3 separate regions of the Zea mays genome follow, and regions 1 and 2 are each linked to region 3. A link is a contact called in public Hi-C data. All regions are on one chromosome and are shown on one strand. Each heading gives the region's core, a stretch centred on a gene start, on an enhancer-like site or on the middle of the called end of the contact. The rest is flanking DNA. Distances are from core to core; before and after follow the strand shown. Region 1 holds the start of LOC103625889 (ATP-sulfurylase 3, chloroplastic-like). Region 2 holds the start of LOC103625886 (heat shock 70 kDa protein BIP2). Region 3 holds the start of LOC103625888 (40S ribosomal protein S27).

Region 1 (3,957 bases), core at 238-2,737, 180 kb before region 3:
ACTGGGACGCGGCGAAATGTGAAACACAGTATTATTATTAGCGTGACATACTGACATGTAAGGTTATTATCAAGCTACACTTTTAAATGAATGAATATATCTATAATACTAGGACGCGGAGAAAATGTGAAACACAGTTATCTACTAGAGAAAGTGATCTAAGATTTAGAATAATACAGTGAGTCCGAGATCCGAGGTCCGAGGGTATGTCTATTGGCCTAGACCAACTGCGACTTGGCTGATAACGACCAACACATACAGACAGATATCTTGATATAGTAGGAAGCTATTTCTAGCTGTAATAGTACAACTGACAAAAGAGGAAACCACCTCCTATAAAAAACATGTTTGTTGTCAAGATGATTCTACTTGATAGAAATTTCACCTAACAACAGTTAGCTCTGCAATACCAAGTTATGTACTTATCATTCAGTAAATGACCGGTAACAGAATCAGTACTAACATAGTAAAATTATGGAAGGCACCTACACATTGTTGAGAGGGCCAAGCTCTGCGCCTTATGAAAGAGGGAAGACATGTGCGTTTTGAATTCATGTATGTTTGTAGCTAAAGAGGTTATTCATGAACCTAATTAACCAGAAGCACAGGCTCACAATTCCAAACCCTGCTGGCAACTACCAGCAATTATTTCTTTTGCGCAACCATGAGATCCTCATATGTTCTATTCTATCATCTTCAGTTACCAACGCACATACAGGCATAGGACCAGCGACAGGACAAGCCCACAAAACAAGCAGCAAGGGGGAATCGGTTGTCTTACTCGCTGAGGACGGCGATGGGGCGGTCGCGCTCGTCAACGAGCGCGACGCGCGTGGCGCCGTCGGCCTGGATGGCCCTTCGCTGTGCGTCCCCGACAGAGAGCACGATGGGGACGGACATGTTGACCATCCTGCCATCCTGGCCGCGGATGGCATTGAAATGAAGTGCTTGGAGGAACTCATGCTCGCGCATGAACCCTTGCAGCGGGCTCGCCCACCCTTCGCTGAGGACGTGGACCCATTCCTTGTCGACGCGGCCCAAGCGCAGCCGGTGCGGCAGCTCCGCCGCCTCCCGCCGCAGCGCCGCGCGCCGCCCGCCCTCCTCGGGCGCCACCAGGTCCACCAGCCGCCCGCCGTCGGGCTCGATCAGGCTGGCCCGGCACCGCACCCCGAGGCGCGCCACCGCCGCGGTCCTGGACGTCCCCGCCTTCACGCCCAACTTGGCGCTACCCACCGCCGCAACGGCCACCCGGGCCGGGCCCGGCGCCGGCGCCACCGCCACCGCCACGGCGCGGTCGCGGCCCGGCTGCGCGGCGAGCTGCGAGAACCCTGCGAGGAAAGCGGCCTGTGTCGCCATGCCAAGGTGGTTTCTGCAGCTCGATTCGGCTCGGGCGGTGGCGCGCCTCGTCCACCTCTGCCTCCTCCACTTCACGCCTTGGTCTCCTCTTTATATTGCGGGTGCGTTTTGTTTGGTTTTGTGAAAGGCGGCCACCACCGGACCTTCGCAGTGGCTGCGTGGGTGATTTGATTAGGAAAAGGCAAGAGGGGAGGCGGGTGCGCGTGAACCTGGATGGGATTGCGGGGCGGGAGGGACATGGCCGCGGTGAACACAGTCTGCCGGGCGGGGCGGGGAAGGGCAACGTGGGTCAGCCAGGGTTAATGGGGGTTGATGAGGATGCATCATGCCTGCTTGGCTTTTGGTGTTTTGTTTAGGATGCTGAGCAGGTTGGATTTGGACTGCTGTTAGTGTGATGACACCTTTTCAACGTCTGAACCTACGTGTCTTTGTGCTAAGGGTTTCTCTACGCAGGTCAGGTTTGTGGTACGGTGGTCATCAGCCATCAGCCATCGGCCATGATCGAAAGAGATCAAGAAAAGATGTGGGTGAAGTATTCCCTATGCGAAGGCTACAAGGAGTTGGACGACAGTTTTGTTTTTTTTATCCCAAATCAATTTCATTATTTCTTTTTGAATTTGACATGCCTTGCGCAAAGCCGCAAACATCAGGAAATGGAGGGTGTCTAACCTCAGTTCTAAAAACTAGGAGTTAACCTACAGCAAGTGCTATGGTAGCAATCCAATTAACATAATCAATTTGCAAAGTACATACGCTAATCATTGAGCGATTCTTTTAGCATTTAGTATCTAGAGCTAAATGATTGGAGTTTCAATATATTAGCAATGTTCCTCAACTTCCAATGAATGAACGATTGCGGTAGTATTTATAGCCTCTCCACTCCAAAAGAGCAGTTGGAATCAAACATACATTTCCGTGATGCACTAAACTGTCCAAGCAAGTTCCATGCCCACTAGCCGTTGTCTACCATTCAAGCCTGGGTATCTGGTGCTACACCGGACATATCCGGTGAGTGTTACCCAACTTGGTTGCATTCGCATCCCTCTCTATGTACGCTGTCTCCATCGAATACATTCGGTGCGTTGTAGACCCCACACACGCTTTGCATGGCTTACTAGGTGTTTTGTCTGGTGTGGCATTTAGTGCACACGTACGCGTACAATGAACTCACTCTTTAGCACAGTCTTGAGCACAGGCACTGCACATGTCCGGTGCAACATAAGGTGTATTACTTGACACGCCCGATACACTCTGCAACATATTTTATCCGTGACTTCTTATTTCTTCGCTTGAACTTCTTCTATCTTACGTCTTGGACTCTTGCATTATATTAATAGATCTTTAGTGAGTCTTTAAATGTCTTGCTTTAAGATGTTGATCTCCTTGATAACCTCATTGTCTCTTATCAAGTCCACACTGCATCCTTTTTATCTATAATTATAAAAGCTAGCACACACATTATTGCAAATGATTATATTATTCATCAAACACTAAAAAACTTAATCAAATGTGTCGTGGTCTATTCTTCTTATAATCTATCCTCGTTTTTTATGACAAAGCAAGCAAAAAATCATAATACATAAGGTAAAATGCAATCTACTTGGTAGGGTGCATATGCACAGACAAGATTCATACGTTACAAAAGGATATCAAATAAAAGTATATATACTAAAGAAATATATTGCCTATGTGAAATACCCATATACTGTGGTATTATGGACTTAAGCTTGTCCCATTATTAGACCACATTCTTCTTATCTTGAACCGAAACCCGTAACAAACCACTTGCGACTTTTGAAAATTTTAAAAGAGTTTGTTATTTGATGAGCTTTGGACTTTCTTTTGATCCTCGAATTTCTCTCGCTTTAGAATCAAACACCAAAAGAAATACATTAAAGCACTTAGAAATGGTAAAAAAACTTGTGATCCCTAAAAAGATTTTATTCATTAGAGAAAGTTCTTTCCCTTTGGTGAAGTAATCTCCATAATGTGAAAAGGATTATCTCTCTGTAAAAAAACTCTCACATTTTTGTAAAAATTCTAGCATTTTGGAAAAGTTCTCATCAGTTGTTTTTTCTTTAGAAAAATTATGAGTTAAAAACATGAGAGAACCATTTTAACAAGAACATTATATTGAGAAGAGTAGACTCTCTCCCTCCATATTTAAAGAAGAGTCTTTAGCATTCCTTCTTGGAATAGAGCTAACCTAACTATCTCGAGCAACCTTCCTATCTCACTTTTTATCTTATTTTCTATTTAAACTTCACTTTATAAACAGTTCAGTCCATAATATAAAATAATATTTTGTATGACCATATATACCGTCGTCTGCTCGAGATGGGGAACCCGCCCGCACAGCCCCTTTTATTTATCGGATTGGATTGCTGGAGGGGCCTAGTGGCTGAGCTAGATTGAGATTTGATGAGTAAGGGACTAACACAGATCACTTATGTTGTAGCCCATCAACAACAGATGCAGCCCAAGTCCAGTTAGCCTGCGTTTATCATCAATTCATCATCAACTCGATCCCGTCTGAGGAAGCAGGAACGCTACCCTTGTTCTATCCTATCCGGCTATCCCCATTCGGCCACTCTCCAGTCC
Region 2 (4,177 bases), core at 253-2,752, 200 kb after region 3:
ACATTGCTGAATTTAATTTCAACCTTGTAGGTAGCTCCGGTGATAATCAGGAAAACATTTAACCAAGTATTTGCATACTTGAATGTGCAACTCTTCAACAGGTGCTGCTATATCCCATTCCAATTCTTAGAAAAACTTGACTGCACAGTTCATATGGGATACCAAAAATATCCTTGGTACATGCTTTACATGGTTGATTCCGTACTGTATCAAATTTCTACCTTTTTTTTTTGTTTAGCTTACTGCTTCGTCGGGAATGCTGCTCTTTTAGCAATGGGGAGTTCTTAAAGGCTGGTTTACAAGACCTGGAGCAGTGGTGCTCTAGGACAACTGAAGAGGTGAATAACTCTTTTCTCTCTCTTAGTACATGTTCGATTACGGGTGGCAGGATTGAAGGGGATTAATTCTCTATCGCTATTCAATTTTGAATAGAAAGGGATTTAATCCCCACCAATCCCCTCAATCAAACCGAAGCCTTAGTAATTTTTTAACAAGACAAAAACTATAATCAGTAAGAGAGTGCTAATTAAGGTGAAACATTCTCCATAATGCAGTATGTAGGGACGTCCTGGGATGAACTGCAACACATTAGGCAGGCAGTCGGGTTCCTGGTATGCATGAAAAACATGCAGTTATTTTAACTGATATACTAGTTTGATCTGTCTACTTATTAGATGAATCCAAATCACAGGTTTTGCATCAGAAATCACACAAAATCCTGGAGGAAATTACGAATGAGATTTGCCCTGTAAGCTGCAACGAAAGCATCTTATAAGTGCTTAGGTTTTCTTCAAGCTAGCAAGTATGTATGAAATGCTGTGTGTTTTCACAGGTTTTGAGCATAACTCAAATATACCGCATAGCAACGATGTTCTGGGACGACAAGTACGGTGCACAAGGCGTATCTCAAGAGGTAAGCGCATGACTTCTGCCTGCTAACTTCACATGGTTAGACAAATACGCAATCCCAAGTGCATTCGGCATCCTGAATGCGTCTCTATGCGTTGCTGAAGAGAAAATCTTAGCAAGAGCCAACTTTGTTTCAGGTCATTGGAAGGATGAGAACGATGACAACGGACGACTCAGTAACTACTCCAAACAGTTCGTTCTTGCTGGACGACGACTCAAGGTATAATCACTAGTTCAGTACTGATGCAGCAGATGACATAGCTGCAACTGCAACAGTGACTCATCTAACGCCCAAACGAATGAAAATGCAGCATACCGATATCGTTGGATGACATAGCTCGGCTGATGCTTCACATCGATCCGTCCGATGTGGAACCGCCCCCGCTACTGAGGCAGAATTCTCAGTTTCACTTTCTTCTGCAGCAGCACACGGACTGATATCTTCTACAGATAAAGAGCAGAATGAATGGTACAGTTACTTGTGGAGTTACAGGGAACTGAAGATTTTTTTTTAGGAGTGCACAGATTGAGTTGTGATTTTTTTTCCCTTCCTTTTTTTTATGGTTTTGGGTGGGAAATGGCTACAAAGAAAGGGAAATATAGGGTATATCGTGATATCATTCATTTGATTGGTTTGATTGTTTGGAACAGAGAGATTTGTAATTATTTGAATATGTATATAAATTATAGAAGCATCTGATCACACTGCGGCCTGTGCTACGTGGCGACACACGATTGGGCACCTCACGTGGACCGTCTTCTACGGTGCCCTGTGAGGTGGAGGTCCGGCACGGGTCAGAACACTCTGGCGACTAACACGTACGCTCATCGCCGGGCACGGACAGAACCTATATAACTCCTGGGCCTGCCGTCGGAGGATCGATCAGCAACAGCAAAGGCACAGCTCGCAAGTGACAAGACGAACTGAACATCCATCCGATCGAGACAAAGGTCATCCAGCGATGCCGCCGAAGCCCAGTATTCTGGCTCTCGTTCTGGTCTCTCTTCTTTGCTCGGGGTACCTGTGCGGGGCGGCTGATGGCGCGGAGGCGTGGAAGAGGAGGAAGGCGGCGTCGAGTCCGGTGATCGGCATCAACCTGGGCACCACGTACTCGTGCGTCGGGGTGTACCGGAACGGGCACGTGGACATCGTCGCCAACGACCAGGGCAACCGGATCACGCCGTCCTGGGTGGCGTTCACCGACGACGAGCGCCTCGTCGGCGAGGCCGCCAAGAACCAGGCGCCGCTCAACCCGCAGCGCACCATCTTCGATATCAAGCGCCTCATCGGCCGGAGGTTCGACGACGAGGAGGTGCAGCGGGACGTCAGGTACCTACCGTACAAGGTGGTGAACAAGGGCGGCAAGCCGTACGTGGAGGTGCCGATGAAGGGCGGCGAGCGGAGGGCGTTCAGCCCCGAGGAGATCAGCGCCATGATCCTGTCCAAGATGCGGGAGACGGCCGAGTCCTACCTCGGCCAGCGCGTCGCCGACGCCGTCTTCACCGTGCCGGCCCACTTCAACGACGCGCAGCGGCTGGCAACCAAGGAAGCCGGCACCATCGCGGGGCTCAACGTGCTGCGGATCATCAACGAGCCCATGGCCGCGGCGATCGCGTACGGGCTGGACAGGGAGGGCGCGGAGGTGAACGTGCTCGTGTACGACCTCGGCGGCAGCACCTTCGACGTCACCGTGCTCAGCATCGACGGCGGCGTCTTCGAGGTGCTGGCCACCAGCGGCGACACGCACCTCGGCGGCGAGGACTTCGACCAGCGCGTCATGGACCATTTCATCCGCCTCATCAGGCGGAAGCACGGCAGGGACATCAGCAAGGACGGCCGCGCGCTGGGCAAGCTGCGGCGCGAGTGCGAGCGTGCCCAGGACGCGCTCAGAAGCCAGCACCAGGTGCGCGTCGAGGTCGAGTCCCTATTCGACGGCGTCGACTTCGCGGAGCAGCTGACCAGGGCCAAGTTCGAGGAGCTCAACGTGGACCTGTTCAGGAAGACGCTGGGCCCCGTCAACAAGGCCATCGGCGACGCCAAGCTCAATAAGTCTGACATCGACGAGATTCTGCTCGTCGGCGGCAGCACCAGGATCCCCAAGGTGCAGGAGCTCCTTAGGGAGATGTTCGACGGCAAGGAGCCTAGCAAGGGCATCAACCCCGACGAGGCCGTGGCCTACGGAGCCGCCGTCCAGGGCAGCATCTTCAGCGACGAGAGAGGCGCCGAGACCGAAGGTATAATGCCGCCGGTCAGTGATGCTGTTTTTTTTTTCTTTCACTTGCCTGTGTGCAATTTGCGGTTCCACCTCGACGCTGACAAGTAATTCTCCTAGTCCATGTTTGGTGGCCAGACACCCTGTTCGACTTCGACATGGGACGGACACGGATGACGCTGGGGGTCGAGACGGCTGGCGGCGTGATGACGAAGCTGATCCCGCGGAACACGTTGATCCCAGTGAAGAAGTCGCAGGTGTTCACGACCTCCGAGGACCACCAGACGACTGTCTCGATCAAGGTGTTCGAGAGCGAGCGCAGCCTGACCAAGGACTGCCGCGAGCTGGGGCGGTTCAACCTGACGGGCATCCCGCCCGCACCCCGCGGCGTGCCGCAGATTGAGGTGACCTTCGAGTTGGACGAGAACCACATCCTCCACGTGACGGCGGCGGACAAGGCGGGCGGGCGGTCCAGGTCGATCGCCATCACCAACGACATGGGGCGGCTCAGCAACAGCCAGGAGGAGATCGACCGGATGGTGCGCGAGGCCGAGGGGTTCGCGGAGGATAACCGCCGCGTCCGGGAGCTCGTCGACGAGCGGAACTGTTGGCTACGCCTATTCTAAGAACAAGGATTCAGGGAAGAAGAAACAGGAGGAAGTAGGCCATAGCAGTTTTCTGATTTCTTGATGCCGAGCACAGCGTCTGTCTTCCCTTTTACCAAACACAAAGTAGCCCATACTGCATTACATGTACGTTACGCTTACGAATACCTTTCCCGCGCACTTGATCAACGATGTCTTCTTCAGTTTCTCCAGCAGCGCCCAGCGCATCCTCTTCCAAAGTATCTAACATTCCCTCCATCTTCAAACGCGGCTTGTCCCTAAGCAGAAGTACTAGGAAAATAAAGTCATAAAGCATCTGCATCCTTTCATGTAGGTTAGGTTCGGTTGCATCTGAATCGAAGTAGATTGAGAAGATTAAATCATCTTCTATTCAATTTTAACTAGAGATGGATTTAATCATCTCCAGTCTCCTTTGATCCAGACGCAACC
Region 3 (3,715 bases), core at 529-3,028:
TAGAGGATTCTTTGGGAATAATGTGACCTGCAAAATTAATTGCAACACAATAAGAGAATAAGTCCAAATTTAAGATCCACTGATAGCCGTCAATCAGTGCAAAGAACAGAAGACACACTCGTATTTTGAAGTCCCTATCAGCAGTAGCAATGAACCGTCCATCTGGCGAAAACTTCTGCAATCCCAAGCAAACGATAAAGCATGGTTATACATGACATGAAAGGAGAAACAAATAAAACTGAAGTGTAGTAGACTTTGTGGGTTTGCCAAAAGATTACACATTCACTACTAAATAAATGTAGGACTTACAAATCCATACCACTGGTAATACAGAATTTAGAACTTGTTCATACCATGCTAGTGATGATACTGCAATAGTGACCAAGAATTGACACAGGTTTGTTATCAACTGAAACCTGCTCTGCACTATCTTCCCGCAAAGTGACTAACCAAACAACACCAAATTTATCTGCAAAAGATACATACAGGTCATCGTTGCTAATAACAACTGCACTGACCCTCTTCTCCGAAGTTCTGCAATAAAAAACATTGCAACAAATCCTTATTCAAATTACATTCTCAAAAGTGTGAAATTCACGGACAGAACTATGTAATGAATATGTCTTTTCGCTTAAATAACATCAACTGTGAAATATAATTATTGCAATGGAACAGAGTCCAAGAATATACTGTGGCTTACATAGTCTGGATGCAACGCCACGAATCAGTCTTCCAAACCTTCACAAGTTTGTCATCACCAGCTGAAGCAAACAAAGCTCCACTCACACTGAAGCAGATAGCTCTTATTGCGTCTGAATGAGAATGGCCACCACAATCATCTGACAATGAAACTGGATGACCAGCCCTGGAGGAAAAGAGTAAATATTTACTTGCACATTCCACCAAGTGAAATGCCGAGAAAAAAGTGCACCACTTCTCACTGGAACATGTGAATTCAGTATTCAGCAATATAAAACTAAGCACCCAGGACCCGATTTCGTTACTAACAATTTACACAGCCTGACCCAAAAGAGGAATTTCATCGTTTTCTTAAAGAAAATTTTCCGTTCCTCTCCACACGAAACTGTTATAAGAGAATACAGCAACCGCTAAGCAGATATATGATTCAGTTAAAAAACGCACTACCCCTCCACCAATATCTATAAATCGTGTAAAAAACACGAGCACTTTCTGCATAACAGGTCCATGTTTAATTATGAAGCGGCGATAGAAGCGAACAGGGTATTCCAGTTTCCAAACCTGAGATCAAACACGCGGAGCTCGGGCCCGATGGCGACGGCGACGGAGTTGCCGTGTGGGTGGGCGGCGACGAGCGCCGGCGCGAACTCCGCCGCACCGCTCAACTCGGGCTCTTCGACCGCGTTGTCCTCCATTGCAGCGGGAACAGCAGGAGCAGCAGGATAGGGAGCTCGGATTCGAATCGAGCGCGAGACGGAGGAGGCCGGGAGGGATTCGGGATTAGGGTTTACAGGCAGTTAGCACATGGGGCCCAGATACCAGTGTCATGTAGGAGAGTCCGGAAGGTTGAAAGCTTGGAAAGCCCAAACCCCAAAGGGCGAAGGCATTTCTGTTGGTCAGTTGGTGTTGGGCCTCCACCAATACTACCTTCGTGGGACTGCCCAATCCCACGACCCACGGAAAGCCGAGATGAACGCAGCACGTCGATGAACGGCTCAGATTCGCCACCCCACCTGGCCGCGCTTATATATAAAGTATCCACCCGCCGCTCTAGTCCCACTCCCCGCCGCCGCCGCCACTTGCTCGCCTTTGCCCCTTCTGTCTCCCTTCGTCCGTAGCAGACCAGGAACGCCCAAGGCGCTAGCGTCTCCAAGATGGTGCGCTCACTAATCCGATACGCTGATTCACTTCGGTTTTGTTGGTTGCTCTTCGATCTAATGATATTACGCATTCTTTCTTGGAAATCTGGGCAGGTGCTGCAAAACGACATTGACTTACTCAATCCACCGGCAGAGCTTGAGAAGCTAAAGCACAAGAAGAAGCGGCTAGTCCAGTCCCCCAACTCCTTCTTCATGGTATTCCTCTTCATGCCCTTTTCTAATTCTGCGTGGCGAGGTGTTGCAAATCGTGCCGAAAAGAGACCCAACGAATGTACCATTTGAATTTAGTTTTTTTGAAAAATGTTGATTTGGTTTGGAAGAGAGTATTAGAAACTGGATTCAGTATCAAAAACTACATAAAAAATAGTTGCAACAAAGCACGTTGAGCTAGATTCTGCAGGGTATGTATAATTCATCAACCAAGTTGTGTTCAAGTAGAGCTAAAATCTGAAAACATAAATGAATTTTGATATTGTGTTTATTAACTTGTATTAATATTAATATCTGCTCTTATGCCTGTTTGGAGACTGACTCTAATCATCTACTTTTTTCGTTTTTCTTCTCCCTTTGTGTCCAGGATGTCAAGTGCCAGGGCTGTTTCAGCATGTAAGGGTTCTTGGCTCTTGCTGTTGTTTTAGTATTTGGTTACTTCAATTGCAATTGATATCGACGCTGTGTCATTTGATTTTTACATTGAATGTTTAGCATGCCCAGTTTAGTAGTAGGTACTAGCTAGTTGATATGTTAAAATTACTTAAGAAACCTGTACAATTGCATTCTTTTTGGGGTGGGGGTAATAGTTGGTAACAAGGGTGAAGCAACACTTTTGGATTATAATCAGTCTGGGATGGTAGCAGGCTAGACTGAAAGCAACCTGCAAAACTAAGTCTAAACTAAGCCTGGATGTTGGTTTGTGGGCTAGTCTGCTCTCATCACAGTATGCATGTGAAGAAAATAATGTTGATTGGTACTGATTCTGATCTTGGTGCAAATTGCATATTTTAGTTAGTTTCTAGTTTTGCTGATATAAGTATGTAGGTCACTCATTTGAATTTGGTACAATAATTGCAATTGATAGTGATGGCTAGCTTATTTGATTTGCTTGCTCTTTGGAATGATGTAGAAACTGTATCTTGGTCAAAGTTGTTTCACTCAGCTGTTGTTTCAAGGAGGTTGAGAGATGACACACCTTGCCCCACTTGCATCCCTAATCACAGCATTCATGTGCAGAAAAAAATTTAATTGATACTGAAACTGATCTTGGTGCAATTTATTTGCAATTGATAGTGATATCAGTTGATTTGTTCATGAGTAGGTCTTCCGTGTGTTGTGATGGCTAGCTTGTTTGATCTTTGTAGTGGGTGTGCAAACAGTATTTTGGTCAAATTCAGCTGATGTTCCAAAGAGGTTGAGTGATCACGCACCTAGCAAATGTTTGGACTGCTAAGCTTTCTTGCAATTATCTGTGATATTTAAACATTATCCTTTGTTGAAGGTGATTACAGTTGTATGGTTCTTTGGGATATCAGCATGCTGAACAAATCAAATGCTTGCTGTATCTTACTCGTTTTTTTGTGATTGCAGAACCACTGTGTTCAGCCACTCCCAGACTGTGGTTGTGTGCCCAGGCTGCCAAACTGTTCTGTGCCAACCTACCGGTGGGAAGGCCAGGCTCACCGAGGGGTGCTCCTTCCGTCGCAAGGGCGATTAGGTCCTGCTTCTCTTAACGTGAGAAGAGATAAATTTGGTGTTTTGCAACTTTCTCAGGATATGTACTCGGTGAGGATTTTGTTAATTATTATGGCTGTTAGCGTGGCCTGACAATGCTTGTGTAAACCTGCACTTTGTTTGAGCGT

What was found. A called contact is a pair of places that touch in the nucleus more often than the background predicts.
Region 1: a Hi-C map of bundle sheath shows a contact between it and region 3, with 1.8 times the contacts expected there. The contact joins the promoter of LOC103625889 here to the promoter of LOC103625888 in region 3. A contact is called at or near these places in 2 of 25 Hi-C or Micro-C datasets (bundle sheath and leaf).
Region 2: a contact with region 3 is called in a Hi-C map of ear, with 1.6 times the contacts expected there. The contact joins the promoter of LOC103625886 here to the promoter of LOC103625888 in region 3. A contact is called at or near these places in 5 of 25 Hi-C or Micro-C datasets (bundle sheath, ear, endosperm and 2 more).

The regions. Positions count from the first base shown.
Region 1 is chr5:8,173,253-8,177,209 of Zm-B73-REFERENCE-NAM-5.0, reverse strand. It overlaps LOC103625889 (ATP-sulfurylase 3, chloroplastic-like), which reads right to left and starts at 1,487. Exons shown (of 5, transcript NM_001301566.1): 1 at 782-1,487. The coding sequence starts at 1,356. LOC100273037 (calcium homeostasis regulator CHoR1) reads left to right here and starts at 3,934. Exons shown (of 3, transcript NM_001147486.1): 1 at 3,934-3,957.
Region 2 is chr5:7,794,248-7,798,424 of Zm-B73-REFERENCE-NAM-5.0, reverse strand. It overlaps LOC103625886 (heat shock 70 kDa protein BIP2), which reads left to right and starts at 1,502. Exons shown (of 2, transcript XM_008646286.3): 1 at 1,502-3,144; 2 at 3,261-3,933. The coding sequence starts at 1,872. The coding sequence ends at 3,748. LOC103625885 (myosin-12) reads left to right here. Exons shown (of 40, transcript XM_020537869.2): 34 at 31-101; 35 at 239-338; 36 at 555-611; 37 at 692-748; 38 at 833-913; 39 at 1,047-1,129; 40 at 1,221-1,614. The coding sequence ends at 1,347.
Region 3 is chr5:7,991,063-7,994,777 of Zm-B73-REFERENCE-NAM-5.0, reverse strand. LOC103625888 (40S ribosomal protein S27) reads left to right here and starts at 1,778. Exons shown (of 4, transcript NM_001156130.2): 1 at 1,778-1,856; 2 at 1,953-2,054; 3 at 2,437-2,465; 4 at 3,444-3,715. The coding sequence starts at 1,854. The coding sequence ends at 3,570. It overlaps LOC100273070, which reads right to left and starts at 1,458. Exons shown (of 10, transcript NM_001365730.1): 1 at 1,261-1,458; 2 at 701-865; 3 at 354-534; 4 at 119-175; 5 at 1-27. The coding sequence starts at 1,394.